Regions from separate parts of the Macaca mulatta genome. Here region 1 is linked to region 2. The links are chromatin contacts, called in public Hi-C maps. All regions are on one chromosome and are shown on one strand. Each heading gives the region's core, a stretch centred on a gene start, on an enhancer-like site or on the middle of the called end of the contact. The rest is flanking DNA. Distances are from core to core; before and after follow the strand shown. Region 1 holds the start of MARCHF3 (membrane associated ring-CH-type finger 3). Region 2 overlaps MARCHF3 (membrane associated ring-CH-type finger 3).

Region 1 (5,672 bases), core at 452-2,951, 57 kb after region 2:
ATTGAATGAAAATGAACTTGAGAGGCAGCCTTTGTTTGTAGCATGTTGTTTCTGCTAAGAGTTGCCCCCTACCCGGGCTCCACCCCAGTGGTCAGACTGAAGTGTACATGTTATGTTTTAACAGATGGGCCGGCTGGCGGCTGCTGGGCTGTAAAACAGGAACGCGTAATCTGCACCGAGTGGTATTGAACTGAACGCTCGTAAAGTTCATGGACATACTCTGACCCAGACAGACCAGGCAGATGCAGACATGCTTACGCATACACACTTACTAACACCCCACAGCTCAGAGGATCCATCTCTGTGACCCAAGGGAAGTTCAAGGCTGAATTACCCCTTCATATATTTACCTCATTCACCTTTTAATTTTATATATACACACACTCACACATGTACACGTATATACGTGTGTATATGCGCATCTACATCTACATATACACATACAGAACTCTATATATCAACATTTTCATGTATTTTCAAAGGTCTAAATATCCCCAAATTCTGGACCTGTTTCTGTCTAGTATTTTCAAAAGCTCTCATTCATGTCAAATATGAATTATAAGAAAACATCGTAGTGAATTCTATTTAGTCCACACATAATATAAAGTACATGCATGTAGTTGGCCTCAGAAAAACAAGCTGCTTTTACCCCCTTACCATTAAGGCGGAAAAAACAATCTAACCCAGACCGAGTCACAAACGGAGTGTCAGGTTTAACCTTGAGTTCTCTGCTGTCAATTCCTGACTCAACTTCATTACCTAAACACGCAGGTGCTCAAACACCAACCGACCAGGCTGGCGATCCCTTTCGCAGCCTCTAGGATTCTCCAGGGCTCCGGGCACCAGAACCGACAACAGCTCCCGCCTGGTCCTAACGAAGTCCTTCGGACACCCCTTGCGGGTGGATGTGGAGGTCCGAGCACCTCAGGAGGGGCATGGATTCAAGTGCTAATAGAAAGCAATTACTTTAGAAAGTTCAAAGCCCAGCAGTGCACCCAATTCCTCTCAGTAGCTGCAGAGCACTGAAGCACCCGCTACAGAACCCGGCTGGTACTCCAGTTCTCTGGCGCTGAGACCCCAACTTGAGCCCGATGAGCGCTCGCTCAGCCTGGGGATCCAGACGCCGACGCTGGGTCTTATCGTGCGGCACAGCGCGGGTAATTTCTCAGGAACCGCGGTCCACCCGCCGCGGGCGCGGAGGCCGCCCCAGCGCTCCGTGTAGTCGCCGTAGAGGGGCAGGGGACGCATCCCGGCCCCACCTACCCATGTCAATTATGCCAAGTTGGTGCGGACGGGAGCCCGGTCCCGGGCGGAGTTGGGATGCTTTTGACAACAAGAAGTTCGGGAGTGGGGATATTGGCACGGAGTAAATCCCGCCCAGCCCTGACCTCCCCACAGCGGTCACGCTCGGACGAACGGACCGCCGAGCGCCAGGACGCGTCCTGTCCTCTCTCGCCGGCGCCGAACCGTGCCGAGAGGAGCCGCTAGCCCGGCGCGCGGCCACTCACCCTCCTCGCCGAGTCCCGATCGCAAACCGACGTCCCTGCTGCGGGTTCTAAGTGCCAAGTTGCCCCCACTCGGTGGCTGCTCACGGCCCAGTGGACCAGGCACATTGGCTCTGGCGGGCACCTCAGCGGGAGTACGGCAAGCCTGGCGGCCGCCGCGGCTACACAGTCGCCCGGAGCGCGCTGACAATTCACGGACCTGCTCAACGAATGAGGCGGAACGCCGGGCTGAGCGGACCAGGCTCTGGAGGGGAGGCGGGGCCGCGCGGCGGGAGGGGCGGAGCCAGCCCCGGGGCGTCATCAGCCCATGACTGGCGGAGCCGGCAGCCAATCGTGGTGGCGTTGGGGCCTCCCCGTAGCCGCCGTCCAGTCGCCTGCGGCCGAGGGCCGGCTAGGGAGACGCGCCGGTGGCTGGGAAGTTGGTTATTGCGAAGGGCCGTGGCTGCCGGCGGGCGCTGGGGGGCTCTCTGTATCGGGACCCGAACGGCTCTGGAGGGAGGCAGCGGCCCCAGAAGGCAGTTGGCTGAGAGAGACCAGGAGCTTTCGGAGCTGCCGCGCGCATAGCGCTGTGGAGCAAGAAGCCAACCTCAGCGCGGGTCGACACGCCAGTACCTAGCGCCCGCAGCAGGCGCGGAACTTAGCTGTCCCATAGGAGCCCCGCCCGGAGGAAGCTGAGGGCCCAGAAAGGATGAGTTCCGGACCGGGTCACCCAGTCGCAGGTGGAAACCTGGGCTCCTCTGGAAAAGGTTCTGATCTCGATCTGGCTATCTCTGAAACAAAACTCCAGCCCCGCAAACCCCCCAAAGTTCAGTACACGTCCCCGTCCTCACCCCTGCCCTCCGGGCCACCGGCAGCGGGGGACTTGCCGGCGCCTCGGGTCTCCTTCTCCAGACCCAGGGCATCGCGGGCACAGCTGGCGGCCAACAGAAGTCTTGGGCGCTCGACGGCGCCGGAAGCTGTGAGACCCTCCCTCTGGACGGACTGCCTTGCGGGGTGGCATCCTCTGCGGTGACTTCTGCTGCTGTTTTTGGGGTCCGCCAGGATTCCAAAATGCAGGGCGGGTGGCTGGAATTATCCATCTTCGTGGACAGGAAGCCCCAGAACGAACCACATCTGTCCCACTCTGCTTCCGCCCTCCTTCCCCGTCGCGAGCTCCTGGCTGGGATGGAGACATCGGGCGAGCTCGGAGATCCCGACCTCTCAGGGGTCACTCGCAGCCGAACAGCCTGGAATATGGCCTTGTGGGCCCTTCCAGCCCAACCCCCTAGGACCCCGCTGCTAATCTTGTCAACCAGTTTCTGAGCCCCTACCCTGGCTGCAGCACGCGCTTGCACAGGCGCGCTGAGCTACTAACATAGAATCAAAAGCAGGGGGTTGGGTGTTCTTGCTTTCCCGCTGAAGCCTAGAATGTAAGCAAGCCCTAGATCGTCAGCTCTGGGTGGGTAGGGGCCTCTCCCTGTCTAGAACTGCACTTGCCATGGGTAGGCACCTAACCCTTATTAGTAAAGGGTCAAATAACCTGCTGCCCGGATACTGACCTTCACCACTTACCTCTTGCTTCCAGCCCAAGCGCACTTCAGACCATTGCCTCATTCAGGTCCCAGGAGTCCTAAGGGTTTTAGTCTCTCAGTATGGGCAACTATTCACATGTAAGGGTGCTGCAGGTGTTATTTCAATGCCATCTGGCCTCTATAAGGTCTTGCATCATAGCTGACCTCTCATGAGAAGGTTCTGATGAGGTCACCAGGGAGAAGGAATGTAAAGGGCTGGTGGCTGAAAAGGAGTGAAATGGCCCCTCTTAGGTGAGCTCTGGCTTGGTTTGAGTTTCAACTCTGTCTCCTCAGCTCCATTTCTCAATGGGAAAAGGTTCATAGGAAGGTTGTCAGAAAGGCAGGAGACTAGGCCATGGACAGCCCTTTGCAGACCCTGAAAAATTGCTCAGTAATGCAAAAATTGTCCATATTTAAGTTATTTCTTTTCTATCTCGTGAACCAAAGGACTGCTACAGGCAAGGAAGACCATCTGACTCAGTTCCAGGGGTTCCTTAGCATGCTGCTGATTGGCCTACGAGAATGGCCTTTGCCCATAAAGTATTAGATGTAGACCACATGAATGGAATATTCACCAGGTTTCTGCCCAGGTCTGGATTGGGTAGGGACATGGCTGGAGGTGCCACACAGGAGAGCTAGAGAGAAGACTTGACTCCCAACCTGATTCTAGCAGAACTCCACTTTGATGTGTTTTTAAAATTGTGCTCTTCTGTTTGCTTTCACGGAGGCTGCCATGAAACATCATCTTTGACTAGAATTACCAGGAAATGCTCATGGAAGAAATATACTTCCTTGGATTTTTTTTCCTACCACACTTCAGGATATAACTAGAGAAAACGTTTGCCAACAGTGCTTATCATATTAGTACCCTCTGAAGCTTTTCATAGATGCTGATTACTATTTTTAAAATCATTTTGGGAATAGGAGCCAAACACTAGGTCGTGACTGTAAATTACTTTAGTATTTACATTACATGATGAAAAATGGAAATAAAGGAAATTTCCTGGCATGAAACAAGTTAGAATTAAGCAGGTGACTTTCATGTCCCGATTTCCAAAGTTTTCTGTTTGTTTCAGACAGATAAGATCATCCATGGGTTCCTGGACAAGTAACAGGTCTCATTTTCCCTTGTAGAACAGAAGACATTGAAAAGACAGCATATTCAGACTATATTCGTGTTTCCATACCATCTTTTGTTGTAATTGATTTTCAACAAGAGTCCCTAACAATCTCTTGAGTTTGGGCCATCCCCATATTCTACAAGGGAAAATGAGATCTGTTACTACTCCAGTAACCCATCCTCACACTATCTGTATGGAACAGAGAACCATGAAAATCTGGATGCAGAAGTCACTTGTTTAGTTCCAATCTATTTTGCGAAAGGAAATTTCTTTTACTCAAAGAGATGAAGAAATTTACGGAATGGCTTTGGAATGAGAAGATTCAGGTGGGATCAAGCAAGGCTTGTTCTTTAGTGGATGGTAAGATTGTTTTCAGGCACTGTCACTCCTTTCTGACACTAAGACAGTATTTTGGAATCTCCTAAATTTCAATAGGATGTGATTGGGAGTCATGGGTTCTAATCTTAACAGCTGCTGGGGTGGGTGCTCCTTGCAGTCACTCATCCTTTGTTATACTCTTGCTTCTTTGACCATAAAACAGTAGTGGTAGAATTGGCCCACTATGTGTAGCTGCGTAAAGGGGACATCATGACAGTGGTTATGAAGCACTGCAAATGCGTTGCATTTATAGTAGTACTGACTGCTAAAAAGGAGATGAAAATGATGTTGAGATGGGAAAATAGTGTGGTATGAACAATTACTATTTATATGTGCAATTTACATTTTTCTATTTACATGTGCAATTTCCTCCTTCCTTCCCTTCCCTTTCCTCCCTTCCTCTCTCCCCCTCCCTCCCTCTCTTTCTCTTTCTCTCTCTCCTGCTCTCCCTCTCTTTCTCTCTTTCCCTCTTTCTTTCTCAGACGCACACTCTGTCACCCAGGCTGGAGTGCAGTGGTGTAATCTTGGCTCACTTGCAACCTCCACCTCCCTAGTTCAAGTGATTCCCTTGCCTCAGCCATCCGAGTACCTGGGATTACAGGCGTGGGCCACCACACCTGACTCATTTTTGTATTTATAGTAGAGACGGGGTTTTGCTATGTTGGTCAAGCTGGTTTCCAACTCCTGGCCTCAAGTGATCTGCCCACCGCAACCTCCTAAAGTGCTGGAATTATAGGCGTGAGCCATCACGCCCAGCCCATTTATTTTAATCTCATTAGATATTGTCCTTTCAGTATGTAAGTGGAAATGAGAGGAAACCATCTTTATTCTTTAAGGAGGAATACAGCTTCTAAAAGTTTTGGTTACCTAAAGTTTTTGAAGGTGTAATAGGGAATGAGTTACCAAAACAGGAAGAGTTGTAGAAGCAGACCTAGAGTTGGGGAAAATTTTACTTACATGGATAGTATTTTTTTCCTCTCCCTGGCTCCTGCCACCTCTCTCAACACATACTTACTGAGAAAGTTGTTCACAATTTAAAGAGGTTGAGCCAAAGATCTTAGCAAAGAAATGCAGTCAGAGCTGCAGATTTTTTTTTTTTTTTTTTTTTTTTTTTTGAG
Region 2 (5,768 bases), core at 2,366-4,865:
AAATCTTTTGTCCAGTTTTTAATTGGGTTATTATTATTTTTGAGACAGAGTCTCACTCTTTTGCCCATGCTGGAGTGCAGTGGTGGGTTCTTGGTTCACTGCAACCTCCATCTCCAGAGCAGCTGGGATTACAGGTGTACCCTAGCACGCCCAGCTAATTTTTGCATTTTTAGTAGATACAGGGTTTCGCCACGTTGGCCAGGCCAGTCTTGAACTCCACCCAGGGCCTCCCAAAGTGCTGGGATTACCAGCGTGAGCTACCGTGCCTGGCCTATTTTTTTACTATTAAGTTGTAAGAATTCTTTATATGTTCTGGATACTAGACTCTTTTCAGATAAGTGATATGGAAATATTTCCTTTCATCCTGTGGGCTGTATTTTCGCTTTCTATCTTGAAATAGTCCTTTAAAGCACAAAGTCTCAAATTTTAATTATTTTTTCTTTCATTGCTTGTGCTTCTGGTGGCATATCTAAGAAACCATTGCCTAATCCAAGATCATGAAGATTTACACGTATTTTTTTATAAGAGTTTTATAGTTTTAGCTCTTACATTTAGTTCTTATATATCTGCATTTTTAAAAACCTTATCATGTACTTCTAAGGTACAACTAATTTTAGAAAGTAAGAGTGAGTAGATTTTGATAGCCTCCAAGAGTTTAGAAAAAGCTATGAGCTTTGATGCACAATTTTACCCAACACATATATGTTGGATGATTGGAACTTTTCTTTGTCTACTATAGGGGTTTTTGCTCTTTTGCAGCAGACAGTTGAGTTGTCCAGAGAGCTGATTCTGGAAAGGTGTATATTACTATTTAGGTAAATGGTCAGCTTTTAGTATCAGCAAAATAAGATACTCCAAACATGTTTAGGAGGAGCCCCTTACAGTCCCAAGTTTAAAAACACAGACTGTTATCTTAAGACATTTTCTATGTATAGAGCCCCATAGTTCTAACACGGGTATTTGGAAATGTAGAGAAAAGGAAGCAAAAATCAGCAGCTGGGACTTAGTTTCCAACCAAGGGAGGATGGCATGGATGGCTGCACTTCTTTCATTTGCAGGCACAACCACAAAGCATCAGTTGCTGGTTGATAGTTTGTTCTGGAGATGCTGAGGCCAGTGGTTCTCAAACTTGAGCAAGCATTAGAATCACCTGGAGAGTTTAGAAAAACCCAGCTTCCTGAGCCCCATCTGCAGAGATTCTGCTACAGGAGGCTGAGGTGGGGCCATTACTTTGCATTTCTAATAGGCTTCCAGATGATGCTGGCCCCAAGACCACACTTTGAGTAGCACTACTTTAGATACAGGGACCGACCATTTTGCCCTGGTGCTTACCAAACATTGACCAAGCAAACATTAAGCTAGGTGACTCTCCTTGGGGATGAATATGATAACAATCTACTGAGAAATTCAAGAGGCTATAAGTATCCCAATTTCATTAAAATTTCTAACCACTGGTGGTGTCATTTCAGGTGTTAGGCTTACATTCTTTTTCTTTTTTCTTTTCTTTTTTTTTTTTTTAATTTTTGAGACAGAGTGTTGCTCTGTCACCCAGAGCAAGTGCGGTGGGGTGATATCAGTTCACTGCATCCTCTGCCTCCTGGGTGCGGTGTGCAGTGGGACGATATCAGCTCACTGCATCCTCTGCCTCCTGGGTTCAAATGATTCTCCTGCCTCAGCCTCCCAGATAGCTAGGATTACAGGTACATGCCACCACACCTGGCTAACTTTTGTATTTTTAGTAGAGACAGAGTTTCGCCATGTTAGCCAGGCTGGTCTCGAACTCCTGACCTCAGGTGATCCACCCATCTCAGCCTCCCAACGTGCTGGGATTACAGGTGTGAGCCACCATGCCCAGCTGGCTTATGCGCTTTTTCTAAACATAATTTGTTCACTTAGGAAAGTGTCTTGATTTCAATAAAATTAGCATCGATTAAATTACTTTTTTTCTGTTTTTTGGTATTTGATCTTGCTTGATGAATGTGGACATCAGCTATGGGTTAGGAATGCTACTCAGGAACATCTACTGTGTTTGTGACCATGTATTTGACTTGTGGCCAAATGGTACTCTTGAGAGATGTGGTTGTGACTTTGACAGATTAAGCCAAAGTTAAATTCTGATGAAGCACAAAGGAATTTTATCAGTCCCGGGATGGTTGCCAACTGCGCTGGGCAAAAGAGTGATTTTCCAAAAAAGTCCAGAGCAATCCACATGTATTCTGTCACCTCTACTTCCAGTTTCTTCAAAGCCAGCCAAAAGCTTTATTTTCCTACTTCCTGTCATTTCCAAAACCACAGCTTAAACCTGAAAAACAAATGGGAAGCTGTGTTCCTGCCTCTTACAAACCAGCAAGAACACAGCACAGCAAGCAGAGAAGAGTTCAGTCTTGCTGATGTCACATGAGGCAGAATGAGGCCTCTGCTTATTTGGCTACTGAGTTTAGAAGATAAGCAGACAATTTATTGTTGGTAGGTTGAGAAAATTCAAGAACAGAGAGAAATCTGACAGTCTGGCCATAAGAAGACATTTTTGCATTTATGTTCTTATAGCCATACCTGAAGTCAACTAATTATGTTTGGAGAGAAGTAGAACACTTGCTTTAAGAAGAAAAAAACAATGTTCTATGCTGACCCTATCCCCAACATCCTTGCAGCAGGTCTATTGTACTCTAAGTTGTGCTCTAACTTCATTGGCAGGCTCCAGGCCTCTGTCCCCCAGATTACCCATGGGAGAGATCCAGCTTCCTTCACTCAGCAGCTCTTACACTGATCCCAGGAGGAAGGAAGCATCTTGTTTTAAAGAGACTGCAACACAACCCAAAGGAAAGCCAGTTATCTTAGTGTCCATATGTCCACAAGAGGAAAATGTGCGTGTAGCATTTTAATCCCAGTGAGTGATAATTAGTCACTAGGCTGCTAAGAAGTTTGACACTGTTATTCCTCTCCCCCTTTTCTAAATTGCAAGGGTAATAACCGCATTTGCACAGAAATCATGCTAACTGGCTAGCTACTTCATTAAATTACCATATGATTCTTATTTTATGGGTACAAAATAGTTGATCTCAGTGAACTGGCAACTTAGAAACCTAGGAGGCAAATTAGAGCAATTACTAATAAATTATACATGTGGTAACTAACAATTTGTCTATCACCTAGAAATATGAGAAAAAACTGCCAGACTCCCCAGTTGTGCAATTCTGAACAAATCTTTTCATTTTTTTCTTTTCCAAGACCAAAAGCTGTCATTGTCCACACCAGTTACACCATTACTCTTGCTGCTTTCACAGAGCCCAACATTTATAATACGAAGTTAGAAGTTCGAGTGGGATTTGCACTCTGTTTGGAACAGAGTGTTTGACTGCTTAAAATTAAAGAACAACAACAATAACAAAAAAATCCCTAGACCCTGAAATCACCCACTAAAAATCAGGAAGTGAGATTCATGTTAGCTTTCCCTATGTGTTTATGGAAGAGATAATGGCAAGAAGTAGGGGCAAAGTATCTGTTCATTCATAATCACTACTGTGCTTCGTTTCTGGGCGAGGCAGTGTGATGAAATTAAAGGAAGTTCTGTGTTGCCAGTCATGTGCTGTTATGGGGGAGGAGGTGAGATGAGGTCACTTAACCAGATATGATCTTTCTCTTCTCTTCCTGCTTGTCTCACCCAGGCCTCGGGTGTGCCATTCAACACGAAAGGTGTTGATGCCATTCATTAATTGAGGGTCAGATTCCTCCATCAGCATATTCCTCCCATCTGAGACTGCCTTACCTCCATCCACTTCCATCCCCAGCAGGTTTCATTTTCTGCAGCTGCTGTCAAGAGCTACGTGTAGGAAGAAAGAGGTTTTAACAACTGCATGCTCAAATTTATTCTCACTGGTCTCTTGTTTGAAGGAAGTCCAATGTCTAGACCCTGGATGTTGAAACAGGATGTAAAAAAAAAAAACACCAACCCCCCCCCCCCGCCCCGTATATTTGAGAGAGTTTTGACACCCATCCAAAATATACTCCAGCAATGGAGAAAAACTTGATTTTGGCATAATTTATATACCACATTTCTCCCTGTACCCAACAGAAGTGTGTGCTCATGTCTCTATATCACATGATATATCAGTTTAAGATATTCTTTCTCTTTGCCTTTGTTCCTGGTCTCATTTTCACTTTCACTTATAATTTTAATATCTTCTCCCCAGGTTCTTCAGTTATTTTTGCTATATGCCTGAATATAGGACCTAATTCCATGTCACCAATATCTCCCTTGAGAAGCACTGATGTTAAGTAGAATAAAATGTAATCAACACTCATTGTTTTCTACCAGGGCAACAGCAGGGTTTAAAACAAAACCAACCTCGTTATGAATTCCAAACGCCCTTCTAAATAACTCTGGGTGCCATTTCACAACGTGACCTGCATAGTACCTTTAGGCTGCCGTGGGAGTTGTGACTATCCTGTGTACACATGTTTACATGCTAGGTCGCAGTAACCCAGTAAACACATTCTGTAGCAGCCTGTAGCTTGTGGTGGTCCAAGCACAATGCATGAAATTCCACTTCTCCGGGGCTCCCGCCAGGTGGAGCAATCCAGAAGTATAGTTTCCACCTGTAGGGGAGGCGCCTGCAAACCTGGCAGCTCTGAAGTCACACTGCTCTTGATTCAGGCCACATCTGAGCTCACCCAGCTAGATGTTAAAGCAGACAATTGCAGAAGTGCAGAAGGTGGCAGAGAGCATTTGGGGGCAATGATCCTCAACTCTCACATTCCTTTTGCCTAAAATGCATTGTAATGACTCCACCTAGTTCAGTAGTGCTAGGAGAGACATGTGGATTCCTGCTTCTGTGCAATGATAAAGCAGTAAGTTATCTGTATTAGTAAGAACATATATATATTTTTGTAGTTCATCACCATCCAAATTGCCTAAGGTGATGGCCATAAAGAACATTATTTTCAGGCATAAATATAAGTTGGAGACTGAAGCATCTGTAAGAGGAATAAATACTTTCTATGCAGAATATTAAGCAAAATCTATTTTTTAAAGTGAGTGCCCAGAATGAAGAAAAGATGGATGGGGACCCTTCCCTCCCTCAAGTGGGTCAGATTGCTGGGAATGATGGTCCAGGCTCCTGGCCCCCATCCTTTCCTGTCAAGGCTACACCTAAGTGAGGGTGAAAAAAATCCTAGAGAAAACCACGGCAGGAGGGAGAAGCCTCCCCAGTGTGTCCTACTTCAGAATGCTGTTACTGGACCAAAAGAGCCCTCTGCTCTCCTCCTCCATATTTTTCACTGTTGCTCTCCAGGTAATCAGAGGCAGAGGGAAAAATAAGTAACCTTTCCTGATACTCTTGCCCTTGTATTTTGTTCAAAACTCTCTGTTACCAAAGGAATGATTAGGAACTTCAGTTGGAGGTTCTGAAATCAAAATCATTGCACTGAGTTTGTCAGATGAACTCATTTAAAAGTGGATTTCAGGGAATCTTGACCAAGATTTCAGATCACCACATACAAGTTACGTAGACTGTGGTTACTCAGACAATAAGAAAGTACGTCTCTTTTTGTAACCTAAACTCTGCTTCTTACTAAGTTTTTACATGTTCAATCATGCTTTGAGCATTACTTTATTCCAAAAAATTAATTTTGTCTGTGACTTAACAGTCTTAACGAAAAGCTATGTAAGTTATATGTGACAGCTGAAGTAATCTGGCTACCATTCATTCTGAAATCTATTTTTAAAGTGGGATACAACATTCTTTTTTTAAAAAAATTATTTATTTTTT

Evidence for each region. Hi-C and Micro-C count contacts between places; a contact is called where the count stands out from the background.
Region 1: a Hi-C map of blood shows a contact between it and region 2, with 2.1 times the contacts expected there. The contact joins the promoter of MARCHF3 here to the enhancer-like site in region 2. A contact is called at or near these places in 4 of 14 Hi-C or Micro-C datasets (CD4 T cells, blood, cortical neurons and 1 more).

The regions. Positions count from the first base shown.
Region 1 is chr6:135,964,347-135,970,018 of T2T-MMU8v2.0, forward strand. MARCHF3 (membrane associated ring-CH-type finger 3) reads right to left here and starts at 1,702. Exons shown (of 5, transcript NM_001266413.1): 1 at 1,509-1,702.
Region 2 is chr6:135,905,261-135,911,028 of T2T-MMU8v2.0, forward strand. All of the region lies in intron 1 of MARCHF3 (membrane associated ring-CH-type finger 3), which reads right to left. Among named protein-coding and RNA genes, the nearest start is that of MARCHF3, 58 kb to the right of the region's middle. Within about 2 kb of position 3,616, at least 18 of the 40 cell types and tissues checked have an H3K27ac peak or open chromatin away from gene starts, as enhancers often do. A contact at or near this core is called in CD4 T cells and blood, where this site is marked.